Linked DNA regions of Rattus norvegicus: region 2 is linked to region 1. The links are chromatin contacts, called in public Hi-C maps. All regions are on one chromosome and are shown on one strand. Each heading gives the region's core, a stretch centred on a gene start, on an enhancer-like site or on the middle of the called end of the contact. The rest is flanking DNA. Distances are from core to core; before and after follow the strand shown. Region 1 holds the start of Tmem184c (transmembrane protein 184C). Region 2 overlaps Arhgap10 (Rho GTPase activating protein 10).

The links. A called contact is a pair of places that touch in the nucleus more often than the background predicts.
Region 2: a Hi-C map of psoas muscle shows a contact between it and region 1, with 3 times the contacts expected there. The contact joins the enhancer-like site here to the promoter of Tmem184c in region 1. A contact is called at or near these places in 6 of 12 Hi-C or Micro-C datasets (the A7r5 cell line, Schwann cells, frontal cortex and 3 more).

Annotation. Positions count from the first base shown.
Region 1 is chr19:47,247,632-47,253,306 of GRCr8, forward strand. It overlaps Tmem184c (transmembrane protein 184C), which reads left to right and starts at 1,900. Exons shown (of 10, transcript NM_178330.1): 1 at 1,900-2,478; 2 at 5,085-5,215; 3 at 5,303-5,339. The coding sequence starts at 2,356.
Region 2 is chr19:47,448,678-47,453,865 of GRCr8, forward strand. Arhgap10 (Rho GTPase activating protein 10) reads left to right here. Exons shown (of 23, transcript NM_001109501.1): 6 at 3,983-4,093. Among named protein-coding and RNA genes, the nearest start is that of Arhgap10, 98 kb to the left of the region's middle. Within about 2 kb of position 1,629, at least 7 of the 93 cell types and tissues checked have an H3K27ac peak or open chromatin away from gene starts, as enhancers often do. A contact at or near this core is called in liver, where this site is marked.

The sequences.
Region 1 (5,675 bases), core at 650-3,149:
AAATTAACTCAAACGAATTGGTAGCCTTCCTCTACTCAAAGGAAAAACATACTGGGAAAGTAATTAGGGAAATGACACCCTTCACAATAGTCCCAAATAATATAAAATACCTCAGTGTGACCCCATAGGAAGAACAACAGTATCAACCCACCAGACACCCCAGAGCTCCCAGGGACTAAATCACCAACCAGAGAGTACACATAGAGGGACCCATGGCTCCAGCCTATATTTAGCAGAGGATGGGCCTTGTTGGGCATCAATGGGAGGAGAGGGCCTTGGTCCTGTGAACACTGGATGCCCTAGTGTAGGGGAATTCCCCGGGTGGGGAAGTGGGAGTGGGTGAGTAGGAGGGAGTCAGTGAATTGGGGAGTACCCTCATGGAGGCAGGGGTCGGGGGATGGGATGGGGGTTCCAAAGAGGAAACCGGGAAAGGGGATAACATTTGAAATGTAAATAAAGAAAAAGAAAGAAAAAACTTTAAATGTGGACCAAACTAAAGTCCTATGGCCCCTTTAAGGAAAGTTGCAAATAGAGATCACAAAAAAAAAAAAAAAAAAAAAAAAAAAAAAAAAAAAAAAAGACTACAGAAGTCAGACTCCAGGCTCTGGTAACTGAAGATTGTGTGATTTCATCAATATACATATGAGACTCTGGCCCACCGCATTTTGCCTACATGGGTAATAGGCAGAATTCCCCCTGGTTGGATGGCAAATATTTAAACATCAAGCAGAGTCCAAGGTCAGAGAAAACAGCTCTATTACTTTTTTTTTTTTTTTGGAGCTGGGGACCGAACCCAGGGCCTTGCGCTTGATAGGCAAGCGCTCTGCCACTGAGCTAAATCCCCAACCCCAACAGCTCTATTACTTAATAGGACAATATTTGGACAGATTAATCACTTGAAACTTTTCTCATTCGTGAAACAGAAAACTGCCGGTCGCTACTCGCTACTTTTATGCAGATTAACTCATACAAACTGTGTTGAGTAGTGTTTCACTTCAGAAAATGACCATATAGGCAGTGTTAATGTGTCTAGTCGGGACTCAGATGCTTGACTTTTCCCTTGATTTAGAAAGACTAAGATCGGTGTTGGGGATTTAACTCAATGGTAGAGAGCTTGCCTAGCAAGCGCAAGGCCCTGGGTTCGGTCCCCAGCTCCGAAAAAAAGAAAAAAGAGAGAAAGACTAAGATCCCATTTGCCATTATTTGATCTCGACAGTTATACAGCTAAAAGATTTAGGTGTATAGATATTAGAATACCAACGTTTTGGATCTTAAATGAGTAAGACTTTTTTAAACACAAGTTCCAAAGTTGAACATTTCATATTGGCGGTTACTTCCAAATAAGCTTGTTTTTAGAATGGTTCTTCTGCTCAGTCTAGAAATTATGCAGAGAAATTCCTCCTTAGGACTCTAAACTCTAACAACTGACTGAAATCTAAACAAAGGTTTCCTATTCTGTCTTTTTCCAGCGGGCTTCCGACTTTACCCCTAAAGACAAATGGGAAGTCTTCTGAGGAAAAAAAGGCTGTTTCAAGTTCTGCTCCACAATGACTGCCCCTCACTATGAGTTTTCTTAAGATGGAGTAAAGTCTCAAGAACATAGCAGGTGTTTCTGAAACGTCCCCAGTTCCTACAACCTCTGGAAGCCTTTTAGGGAACCACTAGGACTAGATAAGTTAGCGATGCTACCTTCCTCTGTTGCGCTCCTCTGCTTCCCTCGCCACGCCCTCTCGGTAACCTAGGTTACGGCCACGCCCTCCTCCGTAGCTGACCAATCATAAAGCTTTGCGTTGCGGGACAAGGTTAGCCCAGCCCAGCTTGAAGCCACGCCAATCATTTTCAGTGGGCATGTAGACGGAAACGGAAGTGCTCTTACATCTGTTAATAATGTGTACAGCTACAGTGGAGATTCCGACCGCGTGAGTGAGGCGGGTCTGGGCCGCGTCTTCCGGGGCGGAAACTAGCCTGCCATAGCAGGAAGGAGGGAGAGGGCTGGTAGGGTACCAGTCTCAGGTCAGACCCCTAGTTCCCAGAATCCCCAAGTCACCCCGACTGTCCTCGGGGCCATGATGCAGCCAAGACTCTGGGCGACTTCCAGTTGAGGCGGCGGCGTCGCCGCGGCTACACCGGCTGCATGCGGTTTGGCCGGAGAGGATGCAGCCTGCACCTGCAAACATCCCGAGCGGCCACCGCTGCAGCAGCCGCAAGCACAGAGCGACCCGAGGACGCGGCTCCAACGGCTGGTAAATCTTTCCCTATAGGGCGACTGACGAAAAGGCAGCCGAAAAAGAGGACTTGCCAAGATCATGGTTTAGTTCGTTAACTCGGGTGTTTAGAGAGAATTCGTTTTTTAAAATGCCTTGCGCATGTAATCGGAATAACTGGAGGAAATGGATTCGACCTCTGTTGATACTCCTTTATGCGTTGGCCATCCTGGTAACCGTACCTGTTTGCATCTGGGAATTTCAAAAATTAAAGGTAAGAAGGTCCTACACCTCTACCCTTTCTTACGCTAGTTGACAGAGTTCCTTTGTCTGCCATCTAATGCTTGAGGTCTGCAAAACATTTTGGCTTTGGACATTAAATCAACCTGTCTGGTTTTATTTTGCAGCCACAGCTGGTCCGGGTGGAGAAAAATAGTTAATGTACTCTCTTACAATGGGCTGCTTGCCCAATATCCATCAGTCCCAGAAAGAACTTTATCTTGAAATCAGATCTGCTGTGCAGATATAGGACTTGACCAGATCAAATAAACTACCGTGAAAACTACGTTTTGGATTTTACAAGCTTTTAGCCCGCTTCCTGGAACCAAAGGATTCTTGTTAATTTGACTTTGCTAATTAACTTTACGTTTGAAGTTACATGTTTTCTTTATTTTAAGACTTTAATGAGATAAAGTCTCATGTAGACCAGGCTGTTCTGGATTTTGCTTTATAGCCTAGAATGATCCTTCTACCTTCCCAGCGCTCCAAAAACAGGTGTATCCATCATTCTGTTTATTCAGCGCAGGGTTGAACCCAGGACTTTGTTCATTTGAAGCAAGCACTCTACCAACAGAACTTCATTCCCAGACTGAAGTTAGTCCTTAATCAAAGCAAAAATTTTTACAAACGTCCCTTGTATGCTCCTTTATATTTAAAAAAAAAAAAAAAAGTAGAGGCTCTACTCTGGCGCTCCTGGTTTCCTCAGCGCGGGGATCTTCGTGCTGGCTAGGGGGTCCTCCGATCTTGAGCGTCCTGGCCTCCACCCTATGTCGACTCTGCGCTGGTGAGGCTAGTGTCGGACACCGTGGCCCAGGTGACGCCCTGGGCGACCCTGGAGGCCTCTGCCCGCCTCGGGCACAGCATCTATCCCTGATGTCTGGCTACGCTCCCTCAGGGAGCTACTAAGAAGAAATATGGGGATTGGAGTCTCTGTGGAAGGACCTTCTCCATTGACCAAAAGCTGTCAGTCACAGCTCCAGGACCTGTGTGGGCGGCTGGGCAAAGTAGGGAGGGGGCTAAAATTGGCCCTGGGACCAGATTCTAAACCAGAAGACAGACTCTCACAGCTTTGTGGTAAACGAAGGAAAGGACCAGAGGAAAAGGCCAGCCCCAAGTCAGGGAGATCGCCTAAAAGGTTCCAGGGTTGTGAGGAGGAGGCGGAAGTGGTGGGAAGAAAGGAACTAGAAGAGAGACCCAAGCTGGAGTCATCAGAATCCGCATCAGATGCAGGTGTGTTAGCTGATACTGAAAAGCCCAGGCTCCAGAGACTGGCCCGGGCATAGAGGAGGCCGAGAGAGGTCCAGCTTAGAGTGTGGAGGGACCCAAAGTTGTCCAGGACCAGATGCCCCGGCTGCAGCAGTTTCGGAAGGCCTTCCTGGAGGGGCTGGGGGAGCCCCCGTGGAGTCTCAGCTGAAGCATCTCTTTTTGAGATCATCTTCCCTGAAATTATGACCTCATTTCACCCCTTCCTGTCAGCCTTATCTCTTAAGTATGGACACTCGCATTAGGGGTTAAGTTTCAACATATGAATGAGAGAGAACCCAGCCTCGTTCCTAATGGTCAGACTTTAGACAGTGTCCACAGTTAAAAGAGTGCTTGAGATTAAGGACAGACAAAAGGAACAGCAAGGACCTGGCACCAATATTTCACAGGAATTTACGGAGAGGGTCAATGAAGCGAACACCCACTGGGTGGGGAGAGTTTCAAGGGCAACATTTGAAGTGTCCACGCTTGGCGCCCTATCTCACAAATAGAAAGGCCATTGGAGAGCTTAGTGACTTCACTGCTGTTGGAAGGGCCTAAGCCAGAACAGAATAGTTTAAGTAGGAATATGTGCTAGAAACAGTCTGGAGAATAATGGAGTCTTGAAGATTTTTGACTCTGAAGGGGACTGAGAAATGAGAGGACAGAGGCAGAGGGTGGAGAGTGAAGGAAGCTTTGGGGCTGTGTGATTTATTTTTAAGGTTACAGGCATTAACTAGAGCACATCCCCAAGATAGCTCTAGTTTTTTATGTTAAGTATGAATTTATTTAATCCTCTTAGAATATAGAAAATTGTCCCGTTACACAGATGAGAACACTGAAACAGAGGCAAGTGCTAAGGGCACATGCCTGTAGGAGAGACATGGAACTTTATTCCTGTCAGCACTCTGGGAGCACTTGGACTTTGTGAGTGGTCAGCACTCAATCCCTCACATATAAACAGCAAGCAAGCGTCACTGTAGAAAGTAATTAAGAAGCTTGGAATGGGCAGAGGTCTTGTGGAGATGTGCTTGTTTGCTTGCTTGCTTGAGGAGGGTTCTTTTGTGAAACAGGGTCTCGGTATACAGCTCTGGCTGTCCCACAGTTCACAGAGCTCCATCCGCCTCTGCCTCCAAGGAATCTAGTACCCACGTCTGACTTCAGCAGCTGCCCACACTCACACATGCATATATACATGCAATTGTTTAAAAAGTAAATCTTTTTTTAATTGTTACTGATTATTTGGGAAATAACCAAACTATATTACTAATCAAATGAAAATTTAAGAAATACAAATATTGGTCCTTATAATTTTAATATCAAAATGCAAACAAATGTGGTTTGTTTTTGTTTTTTAAGGTTGGTATTCACACAAAAGTGTGGTTTATTGCTGGAATATTTCTACTTTTGACGATACCTGTATCCATGTGTGGAATTCTTCAACATCTAGTGCATTATACCCAACCCGAGCTGCAGAAACCTATAATAAGGTCAACTCTTTGTATGTTTGCTATTACTGATATTGACTGACTTTATTCTTAAACATACATTAAATGTTTATGTTTTATTTCCCATAGGATCCTTTGGATGGTCCCAATCTACAGTTTGGATAGTGTATGTATATTTTATTATATTTCACTAAGAATTCTTTTGTGACATTTAACCATGCCTTCTAGAGAATGCTTAATAAGAACACAATATTGGCAAAGAGAAATTAACAGTGAATTTTTTCTCACTATTTCACATCTGCTTGTTTGTTTTGTTTTGTTTTTTCAAAACAGGGTTCTGTGTGCCCTTGGCTGTCTTTGGAGCTCACTCTGTAGACCAGGCTGGCTTTGAGATCTCCCTGCCTCTACCCCCTGAGTGCTGGGATTCTAGGTGCACACCACTAAAACCTGGCTGTTTTGGTATGTTTTGAGGCAGGGCCTCAGTATTTAGTTCTGGCTGTCC
Region 2 (5,188 bases), core at 379-2,878, 200 kb after region 1:
GAGGCATACCCTAACCCCTGCCCACTATGTTCTACCTTAGATCCACAAGTCTCTCTCCATCAATACTGCCTGATAGTTAATGCCTAGGCCATGTGTGTCAGGCTAATAAATAATGTCAGTCGGGCGATTCTACCCCACCTTTGACCTTTATGTTTATATTAAGCCTTTGAAGCACCAGAGCTATTCTACCCCAGAATCTATCTATTTATTATATCTACTTCCCTGCCAATAACCGTGTGATGTAGCTTGCCATTCTCTGCCTGGGCTGCTCTTACTCTGATTGGCCAGCTCTCTTGGCCAATTGTCATGATCCCTGTGTCTTTTCTTCTCTTCATTTTCTTCTCTGCTTGTGGTCCTCTCCTTAGACCACAAGCGTCTGGAACCGAGGCCCTGCCTACCTCTCTTCTGCCCAGCTCTAGGTCGTAGGCACCTTTATTCAACTCCTCCAACTGTCTGTGTACATCGACCGCCTCTGGCTTATTCTCACTCTTCCTAGGTAATGTACATGGCTTCTTTCATTGACCATAAGCTCGCTGAAGGCTACAATTCAGTCCCCTATCCATTCTGCCTAGAATAGTGCCGGTCAGAGTGAGAACCACAAACAGGATGTGTGCACAGTGAGTTATGGCTTCGACAGTGTCATCAGTCCCAAAGATAAGTAAAGTGCAAGTCATGAGCTTGAGAGGCACAGAAGGCGAGATGCTTCCAGTTTCATTTTGGTAGAACGTACTTTCTGTCTTGATTTCTCTGTTCTTCCCAGACGTACGGACACCCACTTGAAACAGCTCTCTTCTAAGCTTGTAGGCCTTAAGGAGAGGAGAGACTGACTGAGGAGGTTTGCTTCTAGATGCTCATTGCTTTGGCGAGCTTTTGTGTGGCCGTTCTTTTGCATGTATGGAGAGCTACAGTTGGATTATAATCCAGTTTTTTATTAATTAGTTAATAACAGCTTTTGATTACTGTGTGTGCTACTTCATTTTGTGTTGCTGTTAAAACCCGCACACAGATGGGTGATTTATAAACAGAACATGTACTTAGCTCATAGTCCTGGAGATCTGAGTGTGACATTGGCACCTTCTTGGCTTTGATAGGGGCCTCACCGTGGTGATGTGCTTCGTGCGACAGTGTTTGTATAAGAGATTTAGGGGAGGTGCCAGGCTTCTTAAAACCATCTAGTTTCATGGGAATCCATCCACTTCCATGAGATTTTCATTAATCCCTCCCAACGGTTGTGCCTCCGTGACTTGATAACCCCAGAGCAGGCCTCATTTCTTGAAGATTCCATCACTCCAAGAATGACATATCAGAGGCCAGGCTTCTCAGTACATTAAAATTTACAGGACACATGTACACTGTATCCAATCATAACGTGTTAGGAAAAGTTAGTGCATTTTAGACTAGGGCAGGGACCAGGAGTCATTCTGTCCTCCTAAGAACAACTGGAGTATTTTGTGGTAATATCGAAAGTTATGAGCTAGCTGTGAACTGGGGAATCTGGAGAGAGAATCAGAAAAGTCCATGGCCCAGCAGCTCTGGGTGTTCAGACATTAAGACTCAGGGTGCTCAGCAGTGTAAGGGGAAGCCATAGCGAGAAGACTTGAGAACCATTCGGCTCTGTGCACAGCAATGCCTCGTGAGGGTAATGCGAGCCAACCACTGCTTTCCGAGCCAGAGTTTCTTAACTGCTCAGCGTGATTACGGGTTTTGGCTTTGGGTTATACTGTTGGTAGATGAATAATCAGATACAAACAGCCATGGTTTTTAGGTAGAAACTCTCATTTTGCTAACTTTATACTTAAATTTTCTTTTACTCAAAGACTTTTAATTACCAGAGAAATACCACCTTGTCTTTAGAAACTTCTGAAAATTTGTGGGAAAATATTTATCTTCCAGTTTATTTTAGCCATTTGAATAGTGCGGGGGCATTGGCTTAATGCTTTACTTGGCTGTGTGGCCGTTCCCCAGCCATCTCCAGGCCTTCTTTGTACCTACCCAATCAGAAGACCCTTATTTGTGAAACTGTGACTCCTCCTGTGCTCTCAGCACAACTGTCTTTCTGTTTGTCTATCTTAGATCCCTCAAGTGTAGGAGTTTCTCTTTCTATGTCTGATATACACTGCCTTTCGTATGAGAGCCTAAGAGTCCATCCATGTGGCCAGAATCTGCTTCCTCTTCTTCGTAAAGCCATGATCTCGCTATGTAGTCCAGCCTAGTCCTGGTCATGTCCCTTAGCTCCCCAAGTGCTGGTGTTAACAGCTGCTCATTTCACCCATCATGATTTGCCTCCTTTTGTTATATTTCATTGTGTATGGATGCGCGCGCGCGCGGGTGTGTGTGTGTGTGTGTGTGTGTGTGTGTGTGTGTGTGTGTGTAAGCCAAAGGAAAGAGCAAGAGGACATCCAGTGTCTTGCTCTGTTACTCTCTGCCTTATTCCCTTGAACCTGGAACTAGGCTAAAGGCCAGCAAGCCCCAGCAATCCTCCTGCCTCCACTCCCTTACCCTCCTCCCCCACCCACATAGGAGAGAATGCAGGCAAGACTTGGTGCCCAGCCTACCTGGCACACTGCCCTTCTAACTAGTAAGCGTGGCACACCATGCTCCTGAAGTCTGGAGCAGTGTGAGTAGCCGGCAGCTGGCCTGCGACAAGCCTGGACTCTCCATGTCCCCTTGAGTGTGTTTTGTTCACAGAGACCCGGGTGGTGTGAGCCCTCACTGTCCAATCTGAGGTAATGTGCTTACAGTCACAGTCGATAGGCCTCCACCATGTAGGTGGCTACTTGTGTGCAGGACAGCAGATCTGTTCTCTGAGACCACCTCCAGAGTTTATCTCCACACTCTTTAGGGACTCTTGGGCATTGCTGTCTTGTGCGGCGGCGGCGGGGGGGTGCTCCAGTAATGATGGGACCCCCCATAGCGCTGTTACATGCATGTGTATGACCACACCCGACATGTTATGTAGCTTCTAGGGTCCTTGTGTTTGTTCCGCAGGCGCTCTTACCCTAGCTCTCCAGCCCCGTCCACTTTAAAGGGTGGATTTATTCCGAGAGCACATTTGTCCCGTGTCCATAGAATGTCAGTTGCTTCCAGCTCCGAGTCGTGAACAGCATTGCTACACTCGCGGCTGCACCCGTGGTGCTATCCTTGTTCTCAGTTATCTGCACGTGTACCCCAAAGTGTATGATGGTAACATCATCACCCTACTTTTATGGTTTTTGGATCTGCCATGGCTTTCTCTGTGATGAGAACCGCTCCTAGCAGCCACCCTGATGGGTGTGTGGTGGGGTCACTGTGCTTCCCTCATGACCGGTGCTCACCATGTGTGCTTGTCCATCTGGGCGTCTGATTTGGAGAAAGCCCTAAATGCACGCTTCAAGGGGTAAAAATTAGCAGAGTTGAAGAATGGTATTGCTTGATAACCTCTAAAGATGGCTTCTGAGATGAGCCTTCAGCTGTCTTCTCTGGCAAGGTGCTCCCTCTGTTCTCTGTCCCTCTGTCCCTCTGTCCTCGCCAGGCAAGATGAGTGGAATGCAGTATGAATAGCTTCCAGCTGGCAGTGGGAGCCCCTGTGCTCTGGGGATCTAGCATCCTGTGGGTTTAAGCATCCGCCCACCTCCACACCCCTCACCCAGTGCCCGGGTGACTGTGGCAAGAAAGCTTTACCCTTAGAGGACTTGCTTATGCAGGTGGTGTTGCTGGGACTTTTGACTCTGTTCCACGGAGAAGTGTAATCCCTAATCTTCAGTCTTTGAGGGACATCAAGCTCTTCTTTAGAGTTTGGGAAGGGCCATTTTAGACTTTTCTGTATGTTATGTCCTTGGAGCAGTGGTGCTGTCCTGCTGTGACAGGAGAGTAGCAATGAGTTGGACACAAGTTCTAATACAAGTTTATAAAAGTGCCCTGCCGTGGCCAGCACCGGGCTGTTGACCTCTGGTTTGATGGTCCCCTGTTGTGGGGTCAGCTAACAGTGCTTGTTTTGATGCAGGCTGACCTCCAAGTGGAACAGAACCGGCAGCATTTCTACGAGCTCTCTCTTGAATACGTGTGTAAGCTCCAGGAAATCCAGGAAAGGAAGAAGTTCGAGTTCGTGGAGCCGGTGAGTAGCAGGACGTTGGTTGCCATGGATTCCGTTGTGTAAAGACTGAGGGAGACCTCACATGAAGGGTGGACACAGGCTGGGAAAGGCTAGGAAAACATCAAACTGTTGGGAGGTCTTGGCACAGCCCTCTCCTGCCCCCGTCAGGAGTACAGCACCCCCCCCCCCACCCCCCCCCCTGTCAGGGGCACAGCCCTCCCCCACCCCCACCCCTGTCAGGGGCACAGCTCCTATGCATGGCCTTAAGCACTGCATTTGGTCTGTGAATGCGAGAGGCAGTGTGATGAGATGATAGTGCACTCGCTTAAATGCGTTTTTGTTTCATATATTCATGATTATTTCTATGTCACACGGTAGCATTTGAAGCAGTTTTGTTAATGGCTTTCTCCAACAGAAACGTTTGTGTTTTTAAAGTGTGTGGATGTGCACGTGAGCACAGTGTCAGCGGAGCGTCCTGGAGCAGGGCTCGTAGGTGGCTTGCCACTCGCGTGGCTGTGGGCATTTTACTTGATTCCTCTAGAAGACCAGAACATGCACATGGGGCCGTCTCTCCAGCCCCTAGTTTTGTGGTTACTGTGGTGCTTCTAATGAGTCGTTACTTACATATTAATAGGCACTTAGAGGAAGTGGATATAAACATCTTCTGAAAACCAAGTATACACGATGCTTTGTGCAAAGCAAAAAGTTGTGAAGGATTGGAAGTCTGATACTTTTAATACAAGCTGCATTTTCCCTTACATGGCTTCACTGAGCTATAATTCAGATACTGTAGTTGATTCATCGTACACATGATGAGGAGCAAAGGGATAATTAAGTGATACTTAAAAATAGGCATTTGGGAGTAATAAAATCAACCCAAGTCAATAATCAGAGAAAATTACGCCTTCAAGTGTTCCTTTCATGTTGGAATAACACTTGTGTGCATTAATTGGCTGTGTGTGTGTGTGTGTATGTGCGTGTGTGCGTGTGTGCGTGCGTTCGCGTGCCTTGGTTGGAGTTATTGTCTAAGTGCTGCCTGTCTCTCTCACATACACACTGACTCAGTGACACACTCATGTGTCCCTGTAGCAAGGAAAGACATAGAAGGTAAAGATT